Regions from separate parts of the Mus musculus genome. Here regions 2 and 3 are each linked to region 1. The links are chromatin contacts, called in public promoter capture Hi-C maps. All regions are on one chromosome and are shown on one strand. Each heading gives the region's core, a stretch centred on a gene start, on an enhancer-like site or on the middle of the called end of the contact. The rest is flanking DNA. Distances are from core to core; before and after follow the strand shown.

Region 1 (5,109 bases), core at 1,458-3,957:
ATGTGATAACCACTGTTCAAGCAAAACACACACACACACACACACACACACACACACACACAACACACACAGAGGGAGTGAGCCGGGGTGGGAGGGAGGGAGAGAGAGAGAGAGAGAGAGAGAGAGAGAGAGAGAGAGAGAGACAGACCTGTCACTTTCTAACAAGCTTTGTCACTCTTACTTGCATTTCTGGAAAATGTCTCCTGTTTGCTTATGGAATTGTGAAACCTCCCAAAATTTAATGGCGTTTTAGGGGCAGAAAAATCACAAGGCCTGGAAGAGCACTTGGCTAACATTTGGAAGTCCTTCAGCCAGACCCTCCCCTGTTCCTCTCGCTCTCTTGTGTTTTGAGACTCTCTTGGAGCCCGTGCAGGCTCTGACTTGCTGTGTCCTCAGGGCTGGCTTTGAGCTTCTGCTCAGTTCTCAGCTGTTCTGCCTTGCCCCGTTTTATCTCCTTGAGCACCACTGGGCAGAGGCTTGCTCTCTTTCCTAACAGACATCTCCATCTTTGTAACCTGTTAGAAGATTCTTCCAGAGACTGAAATGAGAACTAGGCTGGCCCTGTTGTCTCCAGGCTCAGGGGGAGGTTCTCAGTTCCTCCATGAAAACTGAGGCAGCCTCCAGAGAGCTAACTTAGCTCTGGGCCCTTCTGGAACTGGCTCCCCTCCTGGCTGTGGTTTACACGTGATCGCTGCTGTCTGAAGGCGCCTAGGCTGAGCTCAGAGCAGGTGAGCTGGATATTGGAACAAGAAATATCTTGCATGTGTGCATAGGGCAGGTGCTACATGAGATGAGGAAACATAGTATAGATCAAGAAGTTAGAGGCAAACTTGGATCCTGGTCCTGCCTCCCTCCAGCGTTAGACAGACCATTTTGCCTGTGTCTCCAGAATCCTGTCCTAGTCCAAAGAGGTACAGACAATTGGATCTCACCCCTTAGCTGCTCATTCTATTACATGTTGCTACCTTTTAAGCAGAAATCACAAGTTTAGAAGAAAGGCACAGTGGCATCTTAATAGGCTAGAGGGACAAGACAAGGTCTCAGAAGTCCTCGTACCCTAAATGTCCATAAGAACAGCGGCCCTGTCTTCTCCATGCTAGCACCCTCTGCATTCCACTCAGCGTCCAGCACGGCTCAGCCTGAGGTGCTCACCACTCACCACTATCTCTTTGCTTGTCTTTGAACATTCCATGTGTCCATCCTCCATACAGCTTTATTGGGTGTCGGGCACACATGGAGGAACAGTATGTGTCCCTTGAGGGACAAAAGCAGACAGCTGAACATATAAAGGCATTTTGTTTTTTTCAGTTTTAGTCTTAATGCATTTTATGTGTCTGGATGTTTATCCCACCTGCTAATCGGACAAGTCCTGAGGCTGAGTACCTCGGCCCCTGACTGCTCCAACGTCTTGGGAGTCTGTATTTTTCTTACGAAGTGAGGAGTCATTACCAGAGGTAGTAGGGGCCCGATAGTCTTTGGATTCTTTGTGTGTGTGTGTGTGTCACATTTTTTAAATTTATTTTTTATTAGATATTTTCTTTATACACATTTCAAATGCTATCCCGAAAGTTCCCTATACCCTCCCTCCGCCCTGCTCCCCTACCCACCCACTCCTGCTTCTTGGCCCTGGCATTCCCCTATACTGGGGCATATAAGGTGTCTTTGGATTCTTTATGGAGAATATAGATCAGGTTCCCCTCCTTGCCTAGCCCCCAGAAAGGTACCAGCTAAGTCTAGGGACAGCACTGTCAGGAGCACCCACCTACCTGGAGCATAGCTCAGCACCCGCACACTCGGTTCCTCAGCAGCCAGGACCTGGTAGAGCATGTCTCGGGCAGCCTTCCCCGCACAGTACAGACCCCAGCCTTTGTAGGGCTGCAGGGCACACAGAGATGAGATGTTAACCACAGTCTTGCTCAGGCCAGGGCTATCCTGGAAGGCATTCAAGGTGCCGGAAGTCAAACAGAGCATGGAGGTCAGGTTCAGAGCCCAGTAGTTGTTCACCTCAGCTAGGTCATTCACGTTGAGGAAGCCTTTGGAAACATCCCCAAGAGTGGCTGAAAAAAAAAAAAAACGGGACCAAAGAAATGACACAACTGGGGCACTCTTCTCCCTCAGCCTTCCACAGTTCCTCCTCATAGGCTATCTCTCTGCCCCAGCTCTGCAGACACCCCTAATGCAAGCAAAGAATACTGTAGTAAAGCAGAGTGATTTGTTCAAAAAGTCTTGACTCACACATCCGCCAGGAGGCACTGTCGCCCCGTAGTGACACTGATACACCCTCCCTCCTCTTGGACTTTGGACTTTTAGGGACTTGCCCTTCACCTACCCAAAAGCCTATGAGGTAAGAGCTCGCAGCCGGGGTCTGGACGGGACTCTCACCTGCGTTGTTGATGAGCAGCAGGCGCTGCAGCCCCTCGGGCCTCGGGAGCTCGCGTACTGCGCTCAGCAACCGCTGCACGCCAGCCTCGGTGCCCAGATCGGCGGCTGCCAGCACCACTTTCAGGTCAGGCTGCTGAGCGCCCAGCTCCTCCTTCAGTTGCCGCAGCATCGACTCACTGCGTGCGCTTACGAGCATCACGGAACCGGGAGACAGCAACCGGGCCAGCTGCGGGGCCAGGGCGCGACCAAAGCCCCGGGAGGCCCCGGTCAACACGCACACAGCGCAGCCCAGCCCGCCTGCCTCCATGCCTGGAACTCAGACTCATGCGCAGCTACTGAACCAGGACGGGGCGGAGCCTATTCTTGGCTTGGGACGGCGGAAGTTCGGGCCAGAATCCACTGGTGTTTGGGCGGGGGAAAAAAAAGCCAGGCAGCCGGGCCTCGGCAGGAAATCCTAATCCCCTTCCCAGCGCTTCCGGGTTCCCCTTGAGCGCCACTCCCACAAACTCAGCCCCTTTCTGAGAGGCGCGTTCTCAATTTCCACCCTGTTCCAGGATCAGCTTCCTCCTCCAGGGTTAAGGTTTGTCTTTATCCATACAGGACATACCAGTTAGAGACCAGTGACAGCCTTGGATGAAGTGTGTAGAGCTTGTGGTCCCTTTGCACTCTGATTAACAGAAGCCTTCTCTGGAAAAGCACAGCAGCTTCCCCAGGAGGTGCTAGGCAGACAGAACCAGAAAATGAAGAGCACACACAGGGGAAGAGAAAGGCTGAGAATCACAACAATCTCACGAACAAGACTCATCACCGTCAGTGAAAACGCTTGGTTCCTTGGGACCTGTGTACTTATCCTTCAACCTGCGTCATGCACTCTAGAAACAACTTCATAATCTCAAATGGGAAAGAAAAATATCCCAGCTCTCTGGAGATGTCTGAGGAGGACAGCAGAGAAAGACATAGAGATTGCTTTGATCCATTTTTAGTCTGAGGTGAGCTAGAGTCCATCGGAATTACAGGCAGGCAGGCCAGCGGCTAGCTCCTCTTTGTTTCAGAAAGTTCAAGTGGTAGGACTAGTCACTTAGCCTGGTCAGATTGGGAAACCAGCAATCAGTAGGGGCCATTCTCAAGTTCCAATTTTTTTTTTTTAAATTGAATGAGGCTTTTGTCCTAGGCCAACGAAATAGGGGACCTAGAGCGATGCAAATCCTGTAGGCCTATATGAGAAGAGAGCCGGAATGTCTCTCTATAGGTTTTTAAAAAACACTGTCTTGTGCCAAATCAACACGTCATTAATGCCTTTTCTCTATGCCAAAGTTCCCTTTCAGCAGAACTGTATATTTAAAACTACTTACTTACCACTAATCTATTGGATTTGTTATCTTATTTCCAAAGTAGTTGAAGGATCTTCAACAGACATAGTGAGTTCAAGGCCATCATGCTGAGTTTGAACCCCAGAACCGACATTAAAAACACTAAGTGTGACCAGGCAATGGTGGTGCTCCTAGCACACAGGAGGTAGAGGCAGAGGCAGGAGGATTTCTGTAAGTTTGCATCAGCCTGGTTTACAAAGCCAGTTCTAGGACAGACAGCCAGGGCTACACAATGAAACCCTTTCTGAGCCACGTGGCTGCAATGAAACCTTTAATCCCAGCAGTCTGGATACAGCAGTAGGAGACTCCGAGCTTGAGGCCAGTCTGGTCTACAGAGTGAGTTCCAGGCCAGGCAGGGCTACACAATGAGAAACGCTGTCTCAAAAACAAAAAACAAAATTAAAAAACAAAAAACAAAAGCAAAACTTTTTGAAAGATGGACAGGCATAAAGAACTATACACATTGTCCTCTGGCCTCCACCTCCAACTCATCCACTGACAAAGGAATAAGCACACACAGACATACAGACAAAGCCAGGAAAAGAAGAATTTTTTTAAACCAAAGTAAGCATACAGGGTCCTGTTTACATCTCTCCTTTAAAAAAAATCATTTATTTATTTAATGTATGTGAGTACACTGTCCCTTTCTTCAGACATACCAGAAGAGGGTATCAGATCCCATTACAGATGGCTATGAGCCACCATGTGGTTGCTGGGAATTGAACTCAGGACCTCTGGAAGAGCAGTCAGTGCTCTTAACCGCTGAGCCATCTCTTCAGGCCTTATATCTCTTTTTTTTTAAGTATCTTTTTAACATCTTTTTATTTGTTTGTTTGTTTGTTTTTTATGTATATGGGTTTTAGCCTGCATGTATGTCTGTGCACGACATGTGTGCAATGCAAAGTGGTGGCCAGAAGAGGGCCTCTGCTTCCCCAGGGACTGCAGACACAGTCTGCTATGTGGCTAGTGGGAATTAAAACCAATCCTCTTGAGGAGTAGCCTGCTGTTCTTAACTACTCCCATATCTCTCCAGCCCCAGTTTCATCTTTTAAACAATAAAACAAAATGGTAGAGTTTGGTGATGCTGCTTGTAATTTCAGTAATTTCAGGAGGATCAAAACAAAACAATATAACAAAAAGCCCATTTAACAATGTGATTTTACTTCCAATATATAAGAAAGATGCAATGATTAAGGGGTGGGGGGTTGTTAATGTTAGAAATTGATACACATGGCCTTCTTTTTGCCCCAGTGCAGGGCCATCTGCCTTGGCTTCTCTGAGGTGCCTGGTCCCATGCTGCATGGAAGTGAGACATCCAGGTGACCCACAGGGTTGACAAAGCTGGGATCTCATTGCC
Region 2 (5,109 bases), core at 1,506-4,005, 1.1 Mb before region 1:
TGGCAGTCTGCCCTGGTTCCTGTGGTTAGCTGCTGCCAAACTGCTTGCACTTCCCAAGCCACCCGCTCCCTGTGGCAAACCTGTACAAGCTGGCTGCCGCTCACGCTAACCTCCTTTGCCCTGTAAGATGACAACTTCAGAGGCTTGTAATTTACCAGCCAGATTTACAACAGTAAATCATCAACCACCAAAATGCCCACACAAAGAACTCTAAAATCAATTGATATAAATACAAGTTGCACCCCTAGATTGGACAAATGTACCCTACATTTCTCAGTCGTCTATCTACAGCATCCCCAGTTACTTATGGCTCCAACGACCACATGGTTCCGGCTCATCATCCTCTCCTATGGTTCCATGGTATCGCTCCTATCCTGACTCCTCCCCCTCCATGGTATCTCTCCTATCCTGACTCCTCCCCCTCCCCTTTCTAAAACTTTCAGCTCCACCTTCTTCTTCCACTGCCCAATCACAGGCCCTAGTCTTATCTGATTAATTAAGATTTCACCTGACCTCACATCCCTTTTGAGGGGGCAGAAAAAACAGCAATCCAAGCCTGGCATGGTGGAGCACGCCTTTAATCCCAGCACTCGGGAGGCAGAGGCAGGCGGATTTCTGAGTTCGAGGCCAGCTTGGTCTACAAAGTGAGTGCCAGGACAGCCAGGGCTACACACAGAGAAACCCTGTCTCGAAAAACCAAAAAAAAAAAAAAAAAAAAAAAAACAAAAAACAAACAAAAAAAAACAGCAATCCACAGCAATTCTGCTATGAGAAAACTGGCTGCCAAGGGAGAGGAGCATAGTCAGAGAGAGTAAGAGAAGGTCCTAGCAGCCAAAGAAGGTTCTGGATTCTCCTTCCTACTTGTCTTTCACCATGCCCCACTCCAGTGAGGATTGCTGGCCCTCGCAGGGGCCTTCCTCTTCTTGAGAGCATGTCCCACCGTGCCTAGAGTTGCAGCTGCTGCCATCTGCTGTCTGTGTTGTCTGATGTGGCATCACCAGCTAGAGCTGACCAATGAGGAGTGTGGAGTTCAATGACCTCTTAGTGAACTGTTTAGAAGACATTTATAGACAGCCCCATGCCATGTGCAGAACCCTGTTTCAGGTACTACGAAGGTTACAGTAGCTAAGCAAAGCTCCCCTAGTTTCTTAGAGACTGCCCAATATTCTAATGGAAATGTGGGAAAGAGATACGGTGTAGACATTACCTAGCTATTGCTGCTGAAAAGCAACATGCAAGGGAGTCTTGGGGTCCGGGAAGGTGCCATGTGGCTCAATTGATAGAACACTTTCCTAGTTTGAGCTCCAGATTGCATAAAGTGGGCACTTTGGTGTATGCCTATAATCCCAGCACTGAGGAAGGGGTGGTAAGAAGATCCAAAGTCCAAGGTCCAGTGCTCAAGGCCACCCTGATCCTAGAGTGGATCTGCAAAGGAAGAGCAAGAGACAGCACTCCAGTCAGAGTGAACAGCGCATCAGAACCCAAAGGGTGCTGGCCTGGCGCTTTTTTTTTTTCCCCAAGATAGGATTTCTCTGTAGTTTTGGCTGTTCTGGAACTTACTCTGTAGAGCAGGCTGGCCTTGAAGTCACAGAGATCTGCCTGCCTCTGCCTCCTAAGTGCTGGGATTAAAGGTGTGTGCCACCAAATGGTTTACATTTCTTTTAAAAATAATTATTTATGGAGAACCTGCTCCATCAGGATCTTTTTGTTTCCTCCTCCTCCTCCTCCCCTTCCTCCTCCCCCCGCCTCTTCTTTTTCTTCTTTGGCCATATTTTCAAGCAGAGCCCATAGGCTCTTTTTGGTGGTGTGTTAAGATTTGAAAGCATGACTGAATAGTTCAGGAGAGTAGAGGAGGAAATGGAAATAGAGTTTGGAGGCTCTTTCAAAAGGTAATGCAAAAAGAGCGTGTGGTTGGCGTTTAGGCTGAGTGGTGTGGTTCCCACATGTGTGTGCTGTCAAGAGAGAGGGAGACTGGGCAACTTGAGAATCGCTGTCTGACCGCTAAGCATCCACATAAGCAGAGTTGGTTGTCTGCCCTGCCAAGTCATACAGGGAGCAGGTGTGGAGGGCACGAGCAGGATATCCCCTCTGAAAGTGTTGTGTCCCTCAAAATGAAAAGGGCCGGGACCATGCCCCCGCCCCACCCCCATTTACCTGCTGGAGTGTGTGGGGGTGGAGGTGGGGAAGAGAAGCTTGGGTGCTGTTGGGAAGGATCTTCCTAAGCTGTTACAGGATCAGACAACACACAGATGCGTGCTCAGGACTGGAATGACTTAAGGGTCGTGACTTTAGCAACTTTCTCAACCTTGGAGGGTGAAGAGTGCAAAGATTGTTGCAGTGGAGAACTGCAGGAAATCGAATGGGCAGCGACTGGGAACGTAGTGTGATTTGAGTTAGACCTCAACAACTCTAGGTGTCGCCAGGAGATTTCCGTGGCAGCTCACTAGCAGTTGTGCCTGGGTCACTGGGCACACAGTGCGCACTTATTCGGCGTTTACTGCGAGACTCTTTGGACCCGCGCTACCCCAGGCAACAACCCTGCCCTGTTCTTGCCAGCCACTCATCCAGTACCTCGCAGCAGCGTTTCCTTCTCTGGAGACCCTCAGAACAAGGCACCAGTGCCTGGTCCAGAGTAATTCCTTGCTCCTCCTTGGCCACCGCCCTGAGGGCGGACCCAGGCCGGGATGGAAGGAAGGATCCGCCCCCTGGGTGTACCTTATCCCACGCGCAGCCTCGCATTCTAAGCTGACCAAGTCTCCGCGGAGGCGCAGCAGAATCAACTGCTCTCTTGGCATAGCCATCCTGGATCTGAACTCTGGCAGGGCAGTAGTGACTGAGTCCTAAGCTCCTACTCCCTCTCCGTCCCACGCGCCTGGGCTGCGGAGCCATGCTCTGTTGCTTGCTGGCAAGGGCCAGCAACCTCCCCAATGTGAAGAAGGACCGGCGCAGCGATCCAGTTGCCAGCCTGATTTTTCGAGGTGAGAGTCCTGAAGCCACTTCATTCAGGCTTGGGTACCATCCGTTTGTTTCTCTGCATCTAGCTTTGGGGTCTGTGGGCCCAGATCAGACCAGGAATCCCGCCCCAGGACTGACAGCAAGGAAACAGCAAATGTTACAGAGTTTAGGAAAACTGGAAGTACTGTTCTAGGCCAGGAGTTATTACTTTCCCAAGACAGTACTCAGAAGGAAGAAAGGCTGGATAGTGGGCACAGGGTGGGTTGGAAGACGCAGAGGGTAGCGGTGTAATCAGGGCCACCACATAACTGAACTGGTTTGTGAGCGTTTTAATAGTGCTCTTTGAAAGTTACCGTCCCATCCATCTATCCATGAATCTGACTGAACACTGTCCGTTTGAATGGCCAAATCTCAACCAGAAGGAAGAGGAACTGAATACTATGGATGTGGCTTTGTCGCAGGAAGTCTGAGGAGTGTCTGGGATGTGGGATGCTTTCCAAATTCAAGTTGCTAAGTCTTGTGCTGCTTAGACCAGAAAGGGTTTCTCTGCTGAGACTACTTCTTCCTCCACATATCTGGCCCTTTCACTATGGCTTCAGGCAGATTCCCAAGGGAGGGGTGTCTCAGGAGGGGAAAGGGAAGAGGAAGGACCTGTCAAAATGAGAGAAGGGACAATAGTGGTGAGTCAGGACCCCAGTTCTGCAGAGAGAGATAAATAAGGAGAGGAGAGAGGGCTTCCTCTCACCAGGAGCTGTACCCCGGGGCTCTGCGGAAAATATATTTAAAAAGGAGAGCAGCGTGTAGAGAAACTGAGGCACGGCTTGTCACAAAAGTGTTAACCTTTGTGACAACAGTGGGGACATCAGGATTCCAAGGGTTTGTCCACTTTACATGCAGCCCCACCCCCAAATAATATGAGAGACAGGGACTGAGCTGAGCTCCAGATCACGTGTTTGTTCTTGGTCTCGGGTGGTCGCGGGTGACTATCCGGCTGATTCTTTTGCAAAGTGTGATTTGAAACATCCTAGGCCTCCCTGGTGTTTCACTGGTCAGGCTTGCCAGGGTGTTCCTGATGTCAGGAAACTTTCAGCAGGGTTCTTCCTTCTTTCTCCCCTGACCGTCTCTCAGCTGTCGCCCAGACTTTCACTATACGGAAATTGTTAGGGAAGTTGGGTATACCTCAGTGGTAGAGCACTTTTTTTGTGTGTGGTGTGTGTATATATGCATGTAGGAGAGGCTGGAGGACCTCTGGTCGAAGGCGCTGCTTAGGTTTGGTTTTGTTTTTTCTTCCTTTCTTTCTTTCTTTCTTTCTTTCTTTCTTTCTTTCTTTCTTTCTTTCTTTCTTTCTTCCTTCCTTCCTTCCTTCCTTCCTTCCTTCCTTCCTTCCTTCCTTTCTTTCTTTCTTGAGACATTTTGAGACATCTCATTGGCTTACAATTTCCCAGGTCAATGAAACGCCATAAAAACTGGTTGGCCCTGGAGCCCTAGGATTTTACCTGACTCTGTCACCCGTCAGTGCTGGGCTTACAAATATTTGCCACCACACCTAGGTTTTGTTTGTTTGTTTGTTTGTTTTAACATCCAGCTTTAGTCCTCTTGCTTGCTAGGCAACCAGTTTCCCTTATCAGGATCCTCGGCCTCTCACTGTTAGACCATTTTCCCATCATGAATTAAAAAGAGAAGCCCTTGGGCTTCATTCCTTGCCCAAACCAAACCAGAACAAAACATCAGATAAAACCTCCAGCACTGAGAATGGCACTACTCTTGCATCAGATAGGTGGCCAGAGCTGTTGAAGCCCCATTTGGCTGTTGCCCTGCTTCAGTTATCCTGAATATGCTCATCTGTGGTCCTCCCCAAATCTCAGCCTTCCCACTTGTATGGAGCCTTGCTGTTTATTTGCACAGATAAGAAGGGCCGTGACTGCATGTAACCTCTCCAGCAGAGATGAGAGTTAACCTTGGGGGTCTGTATTGCCACCTTCTCCACGATGGCTTTCAGTAGACCCTGTCTAACTGCAGCAGAACCTTGTTGGGTCCGCTAGCACATCTCCCCAGACCTCCATCAAATGCCAGGACTCCTGAGAACAGCCACCTGTCTTGATAATTCACTGGAATGACCTCTTCTGAGCGGGATATGGCTTTTCACTTCTGACC
Region 3 (5,109 bases), core at 773-3,272, 1.1 Mb before region 1:
CTGCAGTACCAGCACTGAGGAGGCTGGAGTGGGCGGATCGTGAGTTCAGGGTCTGTTTGAACTATGTAATAAGACCTTATCTCAAGTAAACAAAACAAAATGAAAATTATCAGAAAACAAAAGCATGATGAATATGGTTCAGAACAAAATGTTTTGCAGAGATTTGGTTTTTTTTTTTAATTTTTTTTTGTTTTTTGCTTTGTTTTGAGTTGAATTAGATTAAATTAATGAGCTGTACCCTTCCCACAACTGACACATTTGCCGGCTCTAGTGTGATATTTTGATCCAGTACTCTGACCTCACTAGGGCGATGAACAGTGCCCCCTCCTTATTGTGCCTGTGTATTTGGAGCCATTAAGCCCTTCTCTTCTTGAGTCCTTCCTGTGCTATGGATTTATTACATCCACGTGTGTTTAAGTACCTGCTATCCAGCCTGCCACTACTGCCCCCCCTCCCCAATCAAACTACTAGTAATCACTCTTATACATTCCGGTCTCTTTTTTTCCAAAGATGACCTTGAACTCCAAATCCCCTGCACGTACCTCCCAAGTGATGGGATTACAGGTCTGTACCACCATATTAGTTTCTGTGGTGCTAGGGATCAAACTTAGGGCTACTAGCATGTTGCCCTCTGAGCCTATCTTCACAATCAATTTAAAAGATTATTTTAGATGTATGTGTGTGTACATGCGTGTGCCGCATACACACACACACACACACACACACACACACACACACACACACTCACACTACCTGTATACAAAGCCTATGGAGACAAAAAGAGGGTGCCACAGCGCCTGGAACTGGAGCTATGAGAAATTGTTAACCATCATGTGGTGCTTAGAAACCGAACCCAGGTCCTCTGCAGAATCAGCAAGGGTTCTTAGCTGATGAGTCATCTCCCCAGCCTCCCACCACGATGGCTGAGCACCCACATATGAAAGGGAGTATTCATGATTTGTCTGCATCTGTTTCATTTAACATAGTATTCCCTAGGTGTATCTGTTTGGTGCCATGATAGAATATTAATCTTCATGGCTGAATAACATTTCATTAATATAACCTAACACTCCAGAATGTATATATATATATATCTCACATTTAATTATGCATTCACCTATGGGTAGGTACCTAGGTGGATTGCATGCTTAGCTGTTGTTAACAAGAACAGGCAAGTGTGTCTTTTACACGCTGCTATTTTTTTTGGGGATATATACCTGGAAACATGACATGCCTGGGTCCTACGGCAGATCTGGTTTTAGTTTCTTGAGGAACCTCCATATGGCTCTCCAAAAAAAGCAGCCCTGATTTTTCATTCCAATGGTCTTGGCTTGGCATAGATGATTCCAGAGCTTTTAGTGTTTAATCACCAAGATAGCCGTGAGCTTCCCTTTTCTTAGGCAGTAGATAGTATGATATAATCCTTTATGGTTGTTTTAGCGCTTGACCAAGTCTTGAGAACTTTCTGTAGAATTATATTATTTTGTGGCAGAATTTCATAGCACAGATGTGCTGTGCTGTATCTATGCAGTTTAGCAGTCTCGGGTGGTGGACTGCTGGGTTGCTTTTGTGCTTTGTTCTTACAAACAGTGAATCAGTAAGACTCAATGTTTTTAAACAACATTGTTTCCATTTTTTCACATTTCATTAGCATAAACTTAGCCCCCGCCCCCCCCCCCCCCCCCTTCGCCTTCACACACACTGCTCAAACCCAGCTTGGAGGCTCCCACTCGGCATCTGTCTGACAGGGCACTGACACTCATGGGTGAATTAGGGAATAAACTCTTTCTTCCTGGGGGAGATGTGTGTCTGTCAAATCTCAGCTGCTCTCCTTCCCCATGCCCATCTTGCCTTCTCTTTCTCTGGGATGGCCGAGCCTCTTTCAGCCCCCACACTTCTACTCCCATGTAACAGTGTTTCTGAAACAATGAAGCTAAGAGAACTGGCCAGAGAGGGAAGGCTGGAGGGCCTGTGCTGTAAAGGTGGGGCCAGGCCCACAGGGCCGCTTCTGGTGCTACTGACTAGGTAGGCTCTGCCACACCCTGCTGGCTTCCACAGCCTTGGCCCTTGCAGGGTTCCAGGTCCCTCCTTGACTCACTGGAGTCTTGTTGATGCCACAGGGCACCTGTCAGACCACCGATTGGTGCCCATAGAACCTTGCTTAGCAGACACCTGGCCCTAGAGCTTTTATTTCGGTGTCTGTCTTCAGATGGGACAGACCAGGGTTTGGGCTTTCAAGATTGGGTCCCTTGAATAAAGTTACAGGGAAATGGAATTTGGGGAGGGGCTTTAATGTCCTATTTCCTTTACAGATTGAAATGGATGAATTTGTGGTTTTCTCCACAACCTGTGATGGAGCCTCAGACCTCATTAACCTCCATAAGTCTCTGCAACTTGCCCCTTCCCGCTGGGCTATGCTTTTACATCACTCGTGCAGATGGGAGGCTCTGTCTCTTTGACTCGTCACCACAGCCTCCCACTTGGGTCTTTGGACAGGTGGCCTCCAGCCCTTCTTCCTCAGGATATAGGACAACCTGGTACCTTGGAGAGACTAGTCCCTGTTCCTCAGGGGGTACATTTGATGGCCCCCAAGGGGGTATCAGGGAGGAAATAGCAGTCACTCCTAGGCAGCTCTGGGGGCAGCCGGAAGGGCTAGGGCTGGCAGAGGTGGAGCCGGCATTTCCTTCTGCATTTCCTGCCATTGTTCACCACCCCACTTCCTGGAATTCTCCCTGCTGTCTGGGAGGACTTTGCCAGCAAGCCAGGCTCAGGTGGTCCACCTTTACCCTGGGCCTCTGGCCACGGCTCCTAAGACCAGCTTCAGCCACACGGAGCTATGGAGCTAGACTGCTGTTTGTTGCTACCTGACTGCTGCTGGGCCTGGCCTTTTTGCTGCCAAGGCCAGAAGCCTCAACTGTAGATAGACACTGTCCACATCTGCAGGCTCGCTGGGGCAGGTTGCTTGGTCAGATCACTCTGGTCTGCTGCCAAGGATTCCCGTAAAGGACAGAGTGACTCTGATTTCTTATGTCACAGAGAATCTTGCTCTGAGGACACTCTGGTCACAATGCTGGGGACAAGCGCTATTCCCGTGATGGTCCTTAGGTTACACCTAACAAGAGCCCCTGTTTAGGAAGCCATAGCGCAAAGCTTCCTGTAGGTGCCAGGGAACAGAGAAACCCACAGTCTAGACGTCTGGACCTTTGTGGGACTTAAAAATCCTATAATAACCTCCCTTTATTCTTTCTTTAAAGAAATAAATGCTAAGCTATGTGTGGCAATGCACTCCTTTAATCCCGGAACTTGGGAGGGAGAAGCAGTAGGATCTCTGTGAGTTCGAGGCCAGCTTGGTCTACAGGGTTATGCAGTAAGACCCTGTCTCAAAAAAAAAAAAAAAAAAAAAAAAAAAAAAAGCCAAACCAAACAACCAACCAAACCCCAAAATAAAGAAATGTAAGAGGAGGGCTGAGGGATGGCTCAGTGATAAAAACGTGTCCTGTGTTAGTGTGAGGACCCAAGTTCAATTGAGCTTCTGTGATCCCAGTTTGCCTACAGGAACATGGGAGGGAGAGGCAAGAGATCCCACAGGAGTATGAAAGGCAGTTGGCATAGAGTATGGAACAGAAAAACAGTGAAGAGACCCTGCCTCAAATGAGGTAGGAGGTGAGAACCAACAACACAGCTGTCCTCTGTAACACACAGGCACACACACATGTTCACACCCACAAACATGTATATACATACACACAAACATGCATACACATCAACATAAACACACACACATACACATACACCCACATACACACAAACATGCACACACAAATACACATATAAACATACTTACACAACCATACAAACACACACACATACATACTTATACAAACATACAAACACACACACAGTGTTTGTATTTCTAGCAAAGGAAATTGTAAGGTGGCTCAGAACCTGCCTGCCTCAGAGGGTATAAACACATGTATTTCATTGCCAGAGAGTTTAATAATTATTTATCACATAGGTTTACAAGTTACTTATTTTTAATTAATTTGCTTAGTGTATATGTGGGAAGGATAAGCATGCACACATGTGCTCTTCTGTGTGGGATATGGAAGTCCACCGTGATATCACTCTCAGGAGGAACACTAGATTTTAACAAGTTTAAATGCACAGTTCTGTGCAACCTTTGCACCCATCCACCTATAGACCTCTTTCATCTTCCAAGCAGAAAACCTGAACCCATTAAATACAATTTTCTTCTTTCCTTCCCAACAGCTCCTGACAACCACCATTCTATTTTCTGTGCTTGTGAGTCTGACTAGGTGCTTTGTACAAGAAGGATCACATGGTATTTGTCCTTCTGTGTCTTTAGTCTAATTCTTCTTTATTATTTATGGACAGTCCTGGGGACTGAGCCTCGTAAATGCAAGGCAAGTGCTCTACCATGGAGCTGCTGTCCAGCTGTGCCAAGACTTGTCCCAGGAGAAGTGTCACAAATTCCTGAATGCTGACTAACAGTCCATGTACATGCACATTTCATCTTGTTTGTCCATCTGCCTACCTGGCCTGGTTGCTCCTATTATTTATTTATTTATTTATTTATTTATTTATTTTAAAGGTTAATTTCTTGTTTTATATGTTATGTAAATTTTGCTTGCATTCAAAATACCACTTGCATACCTTGGCCCCCAGAGGCCAGAAGAGAACATTGGAACCTCTGGAGTTGTAGTTACAGACAGTTGTAAACTTCCATGTGGGTGCTTGGAATCGAATTCAGGCCTCCCAGTAGAGCAACCAGAGCTCTTAATTCCTGAGCTATCTCTAGCTCCACCCCTACTCCACTGTCTTTAACCTTTTTTTTTTTTTTTGGTTTTTGAGACAGGGTTTCTCTGTATAGCCCTGGCTGTCCTGGAACTCACTTTGTAGACCAGGCTGGCCTCGAACTCAGAAATCTGCCGGCCTCTGCCTCCCGAGTGCTGGTGTCTTTAACCTTTTAAAGACAATGTCTTGTGTCTCAACTTCATTATGTAACTGAGTATAACCTTGAACTCCTGATCCTCCTGAACTCTGATTACTGGGGTTATAAGTATGAACAACCTTGCCTGGCTTATGTGA

Evidence for each region. Promoter capture Hi-C pulls out the DNA fragments that hold promoters and counts their contacts. Capture Hi-C pulls out chosen DNA fragments and counts their contacts.
Region 2: a contact with region 1 is called in a promoter capture Hi-C map of liver, with 2.9 times the contacts expected there. The contact joins the promoter of Dysf here to the promoter of Spr in region 1. A contact is called at or near these places in 6 of 39 promoter capture datasets (the 3T3-L1 cell line, embryonic stem cells, frontonasal cranial neural crest and 2 more), 1 of 15 datasets of contacts at CTCF or cohesin (large pre-B cells), 2 of 115 datasets of contacts at active chromatin or transcription factors (astrocytes and large pre-B cells) and 1 of 9 other capture datasets (liver).
Region 3: a promoter capture Hi-C map of embryonic stem cells shows a contact between it and region 1, with 4 times the contacts expected there. The contact joins the enhancer-like site here to the promoter of Spr in region 1. A contact is called at or near these places in 6 of 39 promoter capture datasets (cranial neural crest, embryonic stem cells, liver and 2 more), 1 of 115 datasets of contacts at active chromatin or transcription factors (astrocytes) and 1 of 9 other capture datasets (embryonic stem cells).

The regions. Positions count from the first base shown.
Region 1 is chr6:85,135,057-85,140,165 of GRCm38.p6, forward strand. It overlaps Spr (sepiapterin reductase), which reads right to left and starts at 2,708. Exons shown (of 3, transcript NM_011467.2): 1 at 2,383-2,708; 2 at 1,767-2,057. The coding sequence starts at 2,689. It overlaps Gm10444 (a long non-coding RNA gene), which reads left to right and starts at 2,878. Exons shown (of 3, transcript XR_001785286.2): 1 at 2,878-3,371; 2 at 5,004-5,109.
Region 2 is chr6:84,016,631-84,021,739 of GRCm38.p6, forward strand. It overlaps Dysf (dysferlin), which reads left to right and starts at 2,756. Exons shown (of 55, transcript NM_021469.3): 1 at 2,756-2,978. The coding sequence starts at 2,888.
Region 3 is chr6:84,051,354-84,056,462 of GRCm38.p6, forward strand. All of the region lies in intron 3 of Dysf (dysferlin), which reads left to right. Among named protein-coding and RNA genes, the nearest start is that of Dysf, 35 kb to the left of the region's middle. Within about 2 kb of position 2,023, at least 27 of the 459 cell types and tissues checked have an H3K27ac peak or open chromatin away from gene starts, as enhancers often do. A contact at or near this core is called in embryonic stem cells and liver, where this site is marked.